Linked DNA regions of Mus musculus: region 2 is linked to region 1. A link is a contact called in public promoter capture Hi-C data. All regions are on one chromosome and are shown on one strand. The core of a region is the stretch at or near the end of the contact, and the rest is flanking DNA. Distances in the headings are between cores, read along the strand shown. Region 1 holds the start of Rtl6 (retrotransposon Gag like 6). Region 2 has its middle 26 kb from the start of Prr5.

Region 1 (6,119 bases), core at 2,252-4,751:
CTCAAATACCCTTCAACTCAAAGACCCCCCTTTCTCTTTCCTGGGTTTACTGATGTTCCCTCGATGTCAACTGGTTGCTTGCTCTGTCACCTCTTGACCTATCGTTGACTTTATTTAGCTCTTGTTAACAGAAAGGCCCTCAAGGTCCAGGGGTTAAAGATGTGCACTACTGCTGAGCCACACCACGACAAGAAACAGGCTTTTCTGGTTCACAGTGTCAGGGTTCACAATGTGATCAAATATCCTGCAACATCTGGCCTTACTCTCCATTGCAAAAAAATAGTTGTGCAACTAGGGAGGTGGGGGCTGGAGGATTGGAAGTTCAAGGCATCCTGCATGAAATTTGAAGCCAGCCTGGATTACGTAGTCTAGTCTCAAAAACAGACAAACAAACCAACAAACCTGTCTTTGCATTTTCGTTTTCCTCCACTTTTTCTGGACAATAGCCTCTTCGAAATGAGACAAAATACAAGCAAGTGTCATGATTTATCATTTCCAAAATTAGGCTGAGCTTTCTTTCTTTCATTTTTATTGGCAAATTGTCCTGTGTTGTTCAAGGTTACTGAAGGCTGACTCTGGGAGTAGAGGGGGGCTCCTTTGTGCCAGACCCTAGCATGTTCATTTCAAGGGATCTCTAAAACTCCCTGTCCTGGGGCAATCTGGCCCCTGCTTCAGCTCAGGAGAAAGGAAGACAGCCAGTAGCTAAGGATCTTAAAATCATCTAACCCAGAGGCACACACACACACACACACACACACACACACAAGCTTATGGTGGAAGTGGGAATCAGGAAGCATATTGATTGCAAGTGAGTTCTCACTAAGTGTTTCTTCTCTAGCCATTGCTGGGCGGGGCATCCTCAGCCGTTGTCTTTGTCAGGGTTTCTATTCCTGCACAAACATCCTGACCAAGAGAGCAAGTTGGGGAGGAAAGGGTTTATTCAGCTTATACTTCCACATTGCTGTTCATCACCAAAGGAAGTCAGGACAGGAACTCACACAGGGCAGGAACATGGAGGCAGGAGCTGATGCAGAGGCCCTGAAGGGGTGCTGCTTACTAGCTTGCTTCCAATGGCTTAGTCAGCTTGCTCTCTTATAGAACTCATGACCACCAGCCCAGAAATGGCACCACCCACAATGGGACCTCCCACCCTTGATCCCTAATTGAGAGAATGCCTTACAGCTGGATCTCATGGAGGCATTTCCTCAAGGGAGGCTCCTTTCTCTGTGATAACCCCAGTTTGTGTCAAGTTGACACACAAAACCAGCCAGTGCAGCCATCATTGATGCTGTTACCTTGGCCTATTCTCAACCAGGCTGCTCCAGATGCCTGTGCTGGGTTCTGTGAGCACTGATTTGCCGATGTTTTGCTGTCTGCCTGCTGCTTGTATTTGCTGCGTGCAAATTGTTCTTTTACTTTCCTCAGTACATGCTCAATAGAAAATTTTTCTCACTTGGAACTGAAGAGTGAGGCTATTGTGGAACTTTCTCAGCAACATATGGCATTTCTCTCCAAGGCACTGGGGGACCTTAGAATTACACTGTCCATCACGGCTGAACTGCAGCCCCTTTGTAGCCCACAGCATCCAGGGACCTGGGAGGTACCACTGTGGTTCTGAGAGCCTGACACACAAGGGGATGGATGCCCAGGTATGTTCAGAAACACGGTGTGTGTGTGGGGGGGGGGGTGAAGAGGGAGCCCAATCCAGAACAAGTTTGAGTTTGAACTCCTTGGCCTCAGTCAAGGTGACAGCAGCCCCTGCCTCCCCCTGATTTTGGAGACCTTGCAGAAGTGGCATGAGGGTACACTGTCCTATCCTCTCTTGCTTCATGCTCTGGAGAGTTCTTGATGGCTGAAAATATACAGTCTGGAGCAAGGGAATGCAAGAGTTCTTTTTGCTAGCCTACCACAGGCAGTTCTGCTAGGCTCCTCCTGGAACCTAGCAAAGGCTTACGTCATCACCTGCCTGCTACCAGGTGCAGGTGGCCTGGCAGGGCTACCCCAGTTCTCTCTCTCTCTCTCTCTCTCTCTCTCTCTCTCTCCTCTCCCTCCCTCTCCCCTTCTCCCTCCCTTCCCTTCTCCATTTCTCTCTACTCCCATGTGTTCCTGGCTGGCTTATCTCTCCTTTCTGTCCTCCTCTGCCCCCCTTCTCTGCCCCCATGGCTCTACTCCTGTCTTTCTCCTTCTAACCTTTCTCCATGTCCTCACTCCCCTCTGTTCCCCCAGATAAACCTCCTTACACCAGGTCTGTAGTGTGGTGTGATTTTTTTTCCAGGGGCCACCCCTCACGAGCACAGCATTAGATTCTATAACACTCTCATAGTGTGGATACCCTCAGCCACAATCCCTCACTCCAAGACCAAAATCTATAGACCGAATGAACACATCTCCACCCCAGGTCTGTCTCCCACCTGCAGTCACTCTCGCTAGACTGCATCATAGGAGGGCTTCACAGATGGTATTGTCTCTCCCAGTTTATCCCAGTATGGAACTGACCATGAGGAACAACTGTCAGAGGAAGGGGCTAAGACTCACATAAACTATGCTCACAAAATTCAGCGTGTAAGGTAAGTTGGCCATCTATCAAGAGGGCAGGCAGGAGTAAAAGGTAGCACAGGCTTTCGGTGAAGCCCTAGGCAATAATAGAAAGACATGCTTCTGTATTACCTCCCCTAGGAAAATCTCAAAATTCAATGTGACTAGGGAGACATGACCATCTACAAGGCACAAAAGTCAATGTTTCCTATTAGGATACTAATGGGAAAATGGTGGACTATTGAACAAGATGGTGTGTGTGTGTGTGTGTGTGTGTGCGCGCGCGCGCGCGCGCGCGCGTGTAGAACACTGAGGGGAACTGTAATGTTTCTGCTTTGTTTTTGAAAGACGTTTCCAAGGATGGGGATTCAGCTCAGTGGTGGCATGCTTGCAAGCATGAGGCCCTGGGTTTAACCTTCAACATTGTGCACGGAGGGCTATGGCACTCAGAGCAAGTAACCCCAGCACACCCGGGGTGGCAACCGAAGGATGAGAGGGTCGTAGTCATCCTTGGCTACATTGTGGGTTCAGAGCCAGTATTGAATTCCCACAATCCACCACGGGGAATGTAGAGGCAGGAGAGGTTCAAGGTCATTTCTGGCTACTTTCTGAGTTTTCCAGACCAGTCTGGTTTACAGGAGACTGCCTCAAAAAAAAAAAAAAATAGTTTTCTTGTCAAGATCTGCTACCATGATCATACAGTTCATGCGAATGGTGTTCAAATCACAGGAAGAAAAATCAATCTCACTTAAAAAAAAAAAAAAGATACTGTCTCTGAGAGGCTCCGCGAGCGGCCTGGGTAGGAATCGTAAAGAAGATAATCTTTCCAAGACTATCTAATTTCCAAGCTAATCTTTCCAAGATTTCAGCTGGCAGAAGCCAAGCTCCTCGCTAATAGGCTGTTGAGAAAGGCGCAGGTGCGTCACTTCCGGAAGGCAAGGTCCCGGCCGCTGCTCCGAGAGCGAGCGGTCTCTATGGCAACCAGCAGGCCCTGGCCCAGTTGCCAGGTTCCCAGCGGCCGTCTAGCTGGCCGCGCCTGCACAAAGACCGCGCGGTGACCGCGCAGCGCAGCGCCGGGACCAGGTCAAGCCAGCCCCGCAGGAATTGCCACCCCCGCCGCCGCTGCCCGGAAAGCAGTTCCGGCGGCCTCCGTGACGTACAGGCCGGGCGCGGCCTCGACCCTCGGGCCATCTTGGCAGCGGAGGGAGCAGCGGAGCGACAGGTACATACGCCGCCCAGCCTGGGCCAGCCCAGGTGCCGACGCCTTTGTTCACGCGCGGGTGGTCGCATGGCACCGGTGGTCAGTGCCTGCATCCGCAGCCCGAGCTCCGGCAGGTGCATCCTGCAAAGTCTGGCAGGTCCGCGCATCTCGTAAGGCCTGGGCAGATCCAGCCTATGCATTCTACAAGGGCTATCCAGCTCGAGCATCCTTCAGGGCCTGGGCAGGTCCAGCCAGCGACCCACACTTTGATCCTGCGAAGCTTGCAGAAAGGAACTGCATCCAGGACAGGACCAGCGTCCTCAGGCTTGCTTCAGCATCCAAGGCCTTGCGCTCTGGTTCTCCAGGTACCTGTGGCTTAACTTTGGCCGCCAGCATGGTCCAACCTCGGACCTCCAAAACTGAAAGCCCAGCCTCTGCCCCTGGTGCCAGCGCTCAGATGGATGACGTAGTTGACACCCTGACCTCTCTGCGCCTCACCAACTCCGCGCTGAGGCGCGAGGCCTCCACACTGAGGGCGGAGAAGGCCAACCTCACCAACATGCTGGAGAGTGTGATGGCCGAACTAACTCTGCTGCGCACCCGAGCGCGCATCCCTGGCGCTCTACAGATTACTCCACCTATCTCTGCCATCACCTCCAATGGGACCCGACCCATGACCACGCCACCCACCTCACTGCCTGAACCCTTCTCAGGAGACCCTGGACAGTTGGCAGGGTTCCTGATGCAGATGGACAGGTTCATGATTTTTCAAGCCTCCCGCTTCCCCGGTGAAGCCGAGAGAGTGGCCTTCCTGGTATCCCGTCTGACTGGGGAGGCGGAGAAGTGGGCCATCCCCCACATGCAACCAGACAGCCCTTTGCGAAACAATTACCAGGGGTTTCTGGCTGAGCTCCGCAGAACCTACAAGTCCCCGCTGAGGCACTCAAGGCGAGCACAAATCCGGAAGACATCCGCGTCCAATAGGGCTGTGCGGGAGCGAGAGCGGGAGCGCCAGATGTTGTGTCGCCAACTGGCCGCAGCTGGCACAGGATCCTGCCCGGTGCATCCAGCCTCCAACGGGACCAATCCCGCACCAGCCTTGCCCTCTCGTGGCCGGAACCTTTAAGGACTTGCCACCACCCTGGTAGTCTGTGTCCACCCAGGTAGCTAGACTCCGTTGTTGAGAGTTGTCAATTCAGTAGCTTTGCCCTGTTTGAGGCACCCTTCACGCCTCTCTGGTCTACGGGAGACCATCCTGTCATCGGCATTGGTCACCCACCCCGCTGTGCGGCGTGTATTTGTTTTGTTAGCGTTACCCGCGACTCAGTGCATGCTCCCCCTTTCTGTTGCTTGCAATCCCAGCTTCTCCAGCAATCACAACACAGCCCCTTGGGCATGTGCCTGCCCAGGAACCATTTAGGCTGACCACCTCTGCGAGCTCAGCTCACGGATACTCAGCTCCTGGAACACTCCCTACAGCTCTTGCTGCCCCAGGCTGAAGAACTGGCGAGGAGTGGCCAACTGCTTCGGGTCTCATGTGGACACATGTTCCAGTCCCAAGGAGCAGAGCCTCACAGGAGGATGACCTCTCAATCAGACTCAGCCAAGCCTCTGGACCATGACATCATCTGTCATTTCAATGCCAAATGAACTGTGTTTACATACCTACCTGGCCCCTTTGGGGAGATGGGTTACCTCTCCTGGGTTTTCCTGCCCTCCTCTGCATGGTCTTGGCTTGACCACAAGAAAACCAACAACAACAACAAAACCGCCTCTGAACCCACGGAAAGACATCTCTCTCCTCTCAGGAGCCCAGAGGCTGGGGCCTAGAACCCGGCCTCTTCCAGAGACTTTCTCCGTCATTGGGAAAAGTGACTGACTAACCAGCACAGCCACCTTTGCAAGACCAGGACAGGAGTCTTCGCTGCTCGCTGGGCTCCCGGCCCATAGCCACCTGCTTCTTGTTAACTCTGTTAGCCTAGCAGCCTCACTGAACAGCCAGGGCACCCTGCTGGCACTATGGTGCTATAAGCAGGTGGAAGACTCCTGGGGTTCCACTGAGAGTACTCACCTATCCCCAGCAGCTGAGTCTCATGCATGACCTTTCGGTGGAGGGGTCCCCAGGTGAAGCTACAGCTGCACCAGAAAAAATGGGGGATAGGGAGGAGGTGTATGTGGAGGCAGGTGACAACTGGAAGGTTTCTTTGTGGCTTTCCACGTTGTTGTCGAGGCCCATCCACCGGGGAGGCAGGTCACCTGCCCTGGCTCCTCGGACCAATGGGTGCTGGCTGTATTTGCATTAGGTTTTGCTTCAGAGCCATTCAGGCTGCCTGTCTCCAGGTGTGGCTTCATTACCTTCTGCTGCATCTGGTCTGACCCACCT
Region 2 (5,903 bases), core at 2,222-4,721, 97 kb before region 1:
TAGAATGAAAAGTCCTTGAAAGCAGCCAGCCAGCCTTTCAGCTGTGTCTCTGCAGACTGCATGGTAGATGCTTGGGGGGGGGGGGGGAGGTGGAAATGCCTGCTGAATGGCCATACCCTGTAGGCTTACAGAAACAAATCACTTTTGTTTGTGCTTGAGTGTAGCATCTGTGCCCTTCTCCACCTGCCCTCCACACCAGTGTATCATGCTTGTCCTTTGCACGAGTGTCCTACAGCTGTGCCTTGCACCTGTAATTGTCCTCCGCACCTGTGCCCTGCACCTGTGCTTCACATCTGTTCCTCACACCTGTGCCCCAGGGCCTGTGTCCTGCACCTGTGCATCTCACCTGTGCTCTGTGTGGATGCTTCATGCCCATGCCTTGCAATTATCCCTCACATGAGCGATCCACACTTGCATATCTCACCTGTGCCCATATTGGTGAGAGGAGCAAAGGACCCGTGGGATCCCAGGGTTTAGCTAGATCTGAGACTCTACCTTCTGCTTCCAGGCCAGAGAAGTCTCTGGCTGTGTCTCTCTGAAACTTCTGGGTTCTCCCTTGGGCTCTGAAGGTAAAACAGCATTCTCTGAATAAGACAACCACCGTTTCCATAAGAACAGCTGTGTCTGCTTGCAAAAGGTCATCACAGATGGGCTTGTTGACCATTGCCGTTCTAAAAAGATAGGACAGGGATGGATGCTAGACCCTTCAGCTAAATATCCAGCTTCTTGTATGCGATTCTACCCTAACTGCAGGTGGCCTTGGGATCTCAGGAAGGGTCTAGAGTATACAGGCTGTGGAAGAATGGGGCACTCTGGTCTCTTGTTAATTGCAGCTGATTTTTTCAACCTCAGCTAACCAGAAAAACTCTCTCTCTCCTTTTTGAAGATTTATCTATTTTCATTTTTACATGTATGGGTGTTTTGCCTGCATATATGTCTGTGTGCCACATGCATGCAGTACTGCCAGAGGCCAGAAGAGGGTTCTGGAGTCCCTAGAACCAATCGTTGTTAGGCATCATGTAGGTGCTGAGAATTGAACCTGGGTCTTCTGGAAGAGTAGCCGTGATTTTAACCACGGAGTTATCATTCTAGTCCAAAACAACAGATGCTTAAGTTAAATATATCATATGAACAGCCCCAATAGAATCTTTGAGGGACTCTCAACCTTCCCTGGAATACTTGGCAGTCAGGCCTCTGCCGTCTTACATTGCTTTCAGCATTCCTACCTTGCAAGGTCCAGGTAAGCTCTGAGCCCTGAATGACTTTTCTAACTTGTAGTTCCAAACAAACACAGGGTTATCCCCAGAACGACATAGTGAGGTCTGTCACAGCGGTACCCCATGACTCCGGAGCCAGTTTCTGTCCTAGTTAGTTTCCTGTTGATGGGATAAACACCATGACCTATAGAGCAACTTGGGGAGGAAAGAGTGTATTTCAGCTTACACCTGTGGTCCACCATGAAGGTAAGTTGGTCAGGAACCTGGAGGCAGGAATGGCAGCAGGGCCATGGAGGGCTGCTGCTTACTAGCTTGCTCCCCATGGCTTGTTCAGCCTGCTCTTTATACAACCGGGGGTGGGGGGTGGGGCACCTGCCTGAGGTGGCAGCACTTACAGAGGTCTGGCCCCTCCCACCTCAATCATCTATCAAGAAAATGTCCAACAGACTTGTCTCCAGGCCAGATTTGATGGAGGCATTTTCTTAATTGTGTCTCCCTCATGCAGAATAACTCTAGGGTATGTCAAGTTGACAAACAAAACCCCAAACCCCATGCAAGGGGAAAATGTTCCCTCCTCACAGACACAGAGTGGCTATCATCCATGTTGAGTGTAGACTGCTCAGTGGGGATGGGCTGGGGTCCCCTGTGCTTCATACACCCATGAATTGTCATTGGGAGCTTGTGAGGAGGGAGAGATAGATATTATTCATATATTTCCTCCAGTGAGGAATTTTGAGCAACATGGCTCCATCTTGGGGTGCAGCTGAAGGAACTGCACCCAGATGAGCTCATACCAGGAAGCTTTTCCCTTCTAACACAAGCCAAATGTCATATTTCGAGCAACTCCTCAGAGGCCCAGGACTTCTGAAGGCTTCCACATTGCCCCCCGCACCCCCACGTCTACCCTTGAGCTTGTGACAATCTGTCAGGATAAAAACTATTCCGAACAGACTCATGAGCCCCTCCCCTTGGCTGTCAGACTATGGAGATAATGCACCCCACGATTCTGGGATATTGATATTCCCAGGGGTTTCACACTGGGAAAAGAACAAAGCTGACTCCTAGAGCTGACCCAAGGAGGAGCTTGCATCCTAGGAAGAGATTCTGCACGGTCCTCATAGTTTATCAGACCACCTTGCAGAAGAGACTAGACGCAGACAATGATGGTAGGCGGGGCCCCGCTTGGACCAGGACTGCCTGGCTATGCACACTTCTTCCCCTTTATGTCAGCCTAAATATCTTGTTAGGACACAGAAGATGGCCTTGAGTAGGAAGCAGTCCCTGGGCCTCTGCGTTCACCTTCCCAACATGGCTATGTTGAATAAACTTCCTATTTTCTCCTCTCTGCGTGTTGCTTGTCTTTAATTGGCTTGTCGAGGACAGTTTGCTGAGCTTGGCTTGTTGGGGGGGCTGCCAGGGCCCAGACCTTAACTTGAGTAACAAGCCCACAGGGAAGCCTTGCAGCTGGGAAGCTGGGGTTGGAATGCAGAAGGACTCCCAGTTGCTCGGAAGAGCTTGAAGGGCAGGGCTGAAGAGCAGGGTGAGCGAGGCCTAAACGCTAATTCTGCCAGTTGCTATGATCAAGGTTGTGATGTTGGAAGCCCATGCGGTGGTTCTCAACCTTCCTAGCGCCGTGGCCTTTCTATTTCGTTCTTCACATTGTGGTCATCCCCAACCTTAAGATTGCTTTGTTGATGCTTAACTTAAATTTTCATAACTGTAATGTTGCTACTGCTATGAACCGTAATGGAATATATCTGCTATGCAGGATATCTGCAATGCGACTTCCCCTCCCCCCATAGCCTGGGAACTGCTACCATAGGGGTTGGGTTGCTTCTGTCCGCTAGGGAGAGCTGAGGGAAAGTCTCCCTCAACAGCAGGCTCACAGATTTACAGTTCCTGGGAAAGTGTCATCCTGCAGTCCTCAGCTGCCCTGCCAGTGAGTGTCCACCCTGGGTCCCCACAGAAGAGCCTGAGAGGATGAGGAGATCAGGACCCTGGTTCCAGGATGGGCACCTTTCCTTCATCCCCATGGGAACAGCTCTGGCCGGCAACTCTTCCTCCCCCACCCCAAGACATAGAACTTGATGATAAAGAGTCTAAGCTCCCTCCTCCATGCACACTCAGAAAGCCCGGCAGGCAGCTGCCCCATCCCCCGCCCCGCCCCGCCTCCCCCCACTCATCCACATCCTGTGTCCCAGGGTGGGATTAGTGACGAAGGCTGTGGTCTGGCATCCTGCCAGCAATCTGTCCTTCCGCGGCTGCTCTCAGGTTTCCATGTAGAGTCAGCACAGGCGCAGTTGGCCTGAGATGGCTGGCTTCTTGGAGAGCCTGCAGCCAGCCTGCCGTCAGCATCCCAGACCTTTCAACGGGTCCGTTCGGTGCTTTATCCACAGAGCCAGGGCTCTGTAGAACGCTTCTAGGTTTCCTACGCGAGCAACATACAGGCTGTTTAGCGCTTCCGGATCAAGGGGGGAATGGGGAGAGCCGAGATCCATGTCTTATGCCGGGCTGCTGGAGAAAGCTTCCGATTTACTGTGACGTTAGTCTATACGTTCTTGGAATTTCTTTACCGGTTGGTGGGGTATCCCTTTTTTTTTTTTAATTTGTTTGAGGATTATTCGTTTTTGCATCTATTGAAGACATTTGTCCTTAAAATTTTTTTTTTTTTTTTTAATTCTGGGGCTGGGGCTGTAGCTCCGTTGGTAGAATACTCGTCTAGCACACACAAAGCCCCAAGTTCCACCCACAGCATGGCATAAAACCAGGTAGGGTCCCAGCACCGACCAGGAGTTCAAAGTCCTTCTTGGTTATAGAGCAGAGTCAAAGCTATCTTGGGTTGCTTGAGATCCTCACAAAGTTATAGATTCTGTGTGATGGCTTAGATGGTTATATATCCATAACCCTAGAATTCTTTCTTTCCTTTTTCAAGACAGGGGTTTTCTATGTAGCCCTGACTGTCCTGGAACTCACTCTGTAGACCAGGCTAGCCTTGAACTCTATCTGCCTGTCCAGGACAGCCAAGGTTACAAGAGAAACCCTGTCTTGGAAAAACCAGAGGGCGGGGGTACTCTATTTTGATTTCTTGGGATAGGGTCACATGTAGTTCAGGTTGACTTTGATTTCCAGATAGCACCCCCACACCCCGCCTCTTCTTTATCTATTTTATTGCAGAGCCTATAATGCCTACTTGATGGTCAGGGTTTAGCTGAGCCAAGTTGAGCCAGATAAAGACTTTCATTAGCCTGGGCTCTCCTCTGAGCGGAGCCTCATGTCCTCAGTCAGCCCTCCCCAGCCCTGGCACAGAAGGGCTGAGCTGGCTGTGTGGCTGAGGAGGTCGCTACACTGGATTCTTCACCTTTCGACTGAGCGGATTCCTGGAATCTAAGAGCATGAAAACTCATAACCCTGCGGGACTCCCAGCTCTGTTTCTGAATTCTAGGCCCCATCTTACCCTCTGCCACTGCACTGCTTAAAACCCGGGGATGGGGAAGGAGATGCCCCACAAGGGAACCCCCAGACCTCCGTCTACCTGACAGCCTGTGTGTCTTCACACCCGGTTAGCTCTTCATCCAAAGCCTTCGTTTTGTCTCCTACATGGGATGAGCCTTGCTCAGATCTGGAGTTTCTGGGCTTTGCTTGATTTTCTTTGGACCTCCATCCTTGTACCCTTTCTTACACTGGCCTTTCTTAGTGGCCCCAGAGAAATGTGGCATTTAAAGTTTGTTTGTTTGTTTGTTTGTTTTTTGAGACAGGATTTTACTAGGGTAAGCTTGACTGACCTAGAACTCATTAGATAGATCAGGCTGGCCACAAACACATAGGGATCTGTCTGTTTCTTTTCTTTTTTTTTAGATTTATTTTATTTATATGAGCACTTTGTAGCTGTCTCTAGACACACCAGAAGAGGGCATCGGATCCCATTACAGATGGTTGTGAGCCACCATATGGTTGCTGGGAATTGAACTCAGGACCTCTAGAAGAACAGTCAGTGAGCTATCTCTCCAGCCCAATTTGTCTGTTTCTATCTCCTAAGTTCTGGGTTTGAAGATGTATACCCCCATGCCCTGCCATTTTCATATGTATGTGTGTGTGTTTGTGTGTGTGTTTATATATTTACATATATGTGTGTATATGTATATATAAAATTTTGTGTGTATGAGTATTTTGCCTGCATGTATGTCTGTGTACCACTTGTGTGCCTGGTGCCTGTGGAGGTCAGAAGAGGGTATCAGATCTCTGGAACTGGAGTTAGAGAGAGTTGTAAGCTGTTACATGAGTGCTAGGACCTAAATCCCAGTCCTCTGCAAGAACAGTCAGTGCTCTTAAACATAGACCCACCTCTCCAGTGCCTCTAACTCCTTTTGAGAAGAGTCTTATGTATCCAAGGCTAGTCTGGAACTCCTTAGGGAGCCAAGGATGGTCTTGAACTCCTGATCCTCTTACCTCCAGCTTCCCAAGGCCTAAGACTACAAGTGTGTACCCCACATTTGGTTTATGCCCTGCTTGGGGATTGAACTAACTCTCTCTCTCTCTCTCTCTCCCTCTCTTTGGTTTTTCGAGACAGGGTTTCTCTGTGTAGCCCTGGCTGTCCTGGAACTCACTCTGTAGACCAGGCTGGCCTCAAACTCAGAAATCTGCCTGCCTCTGCCTCCCAAGTGCTGGGATTGAAGGTGTGCGCCACCA

What was found. Promoter capture Hi-C pulls out the DNA fragments that hold promoters and counts their contacts.
Region 2: a promoter capture Hi-C map of cranial neural crest shows a contact between it and region 1, with 3 times the contacts expected there. The contact joins the enhancer-like site here to the promoter of Rtl6 in region 1. A contact is called at or near these places in 7 of 39 promoter capture datasets (cranial neural crest, embryonic stem cells, hematopoietic stem and progenitor cells and 4 more), 1 of 484 Hi-C or Micro-C datasets (embryonic stem cells) and 1 of 9 other capture datasets (adipose tissue).

Annotation. Positions count from the first base shown.
Region 1 is chr15:84,555,205-84,561,323 of GRCm38.p6, reverse strand. It overlaps Rtl6 (retrotransposon Gag like 6), which reads left to right and starts at 3,501. Exons shown (of 1, transcript NM_177630.4): 1 at 3,501-6,119. The coding sequence starts at 4,131. The coding sequence ends at 4,862.
Region 2 is chr15:84,651,954-84,657,856 of GRCm38.p6, reverse strand. No RefSeq gene overlaps it. Among named protein-coding and RNA genes, the nearest start is that of Prr5, 26 kb to the left of the region's middle. Within about 2 kb of position 3,471, at least 223 of the 459 cell types and tissues checked have an H3K27ac peak or open chromatin away from gene starts, as enhancers often do. A contact at or near this core is called in embryonic stem cells and stem cell-derived epiblast-like cells, where this site is marked.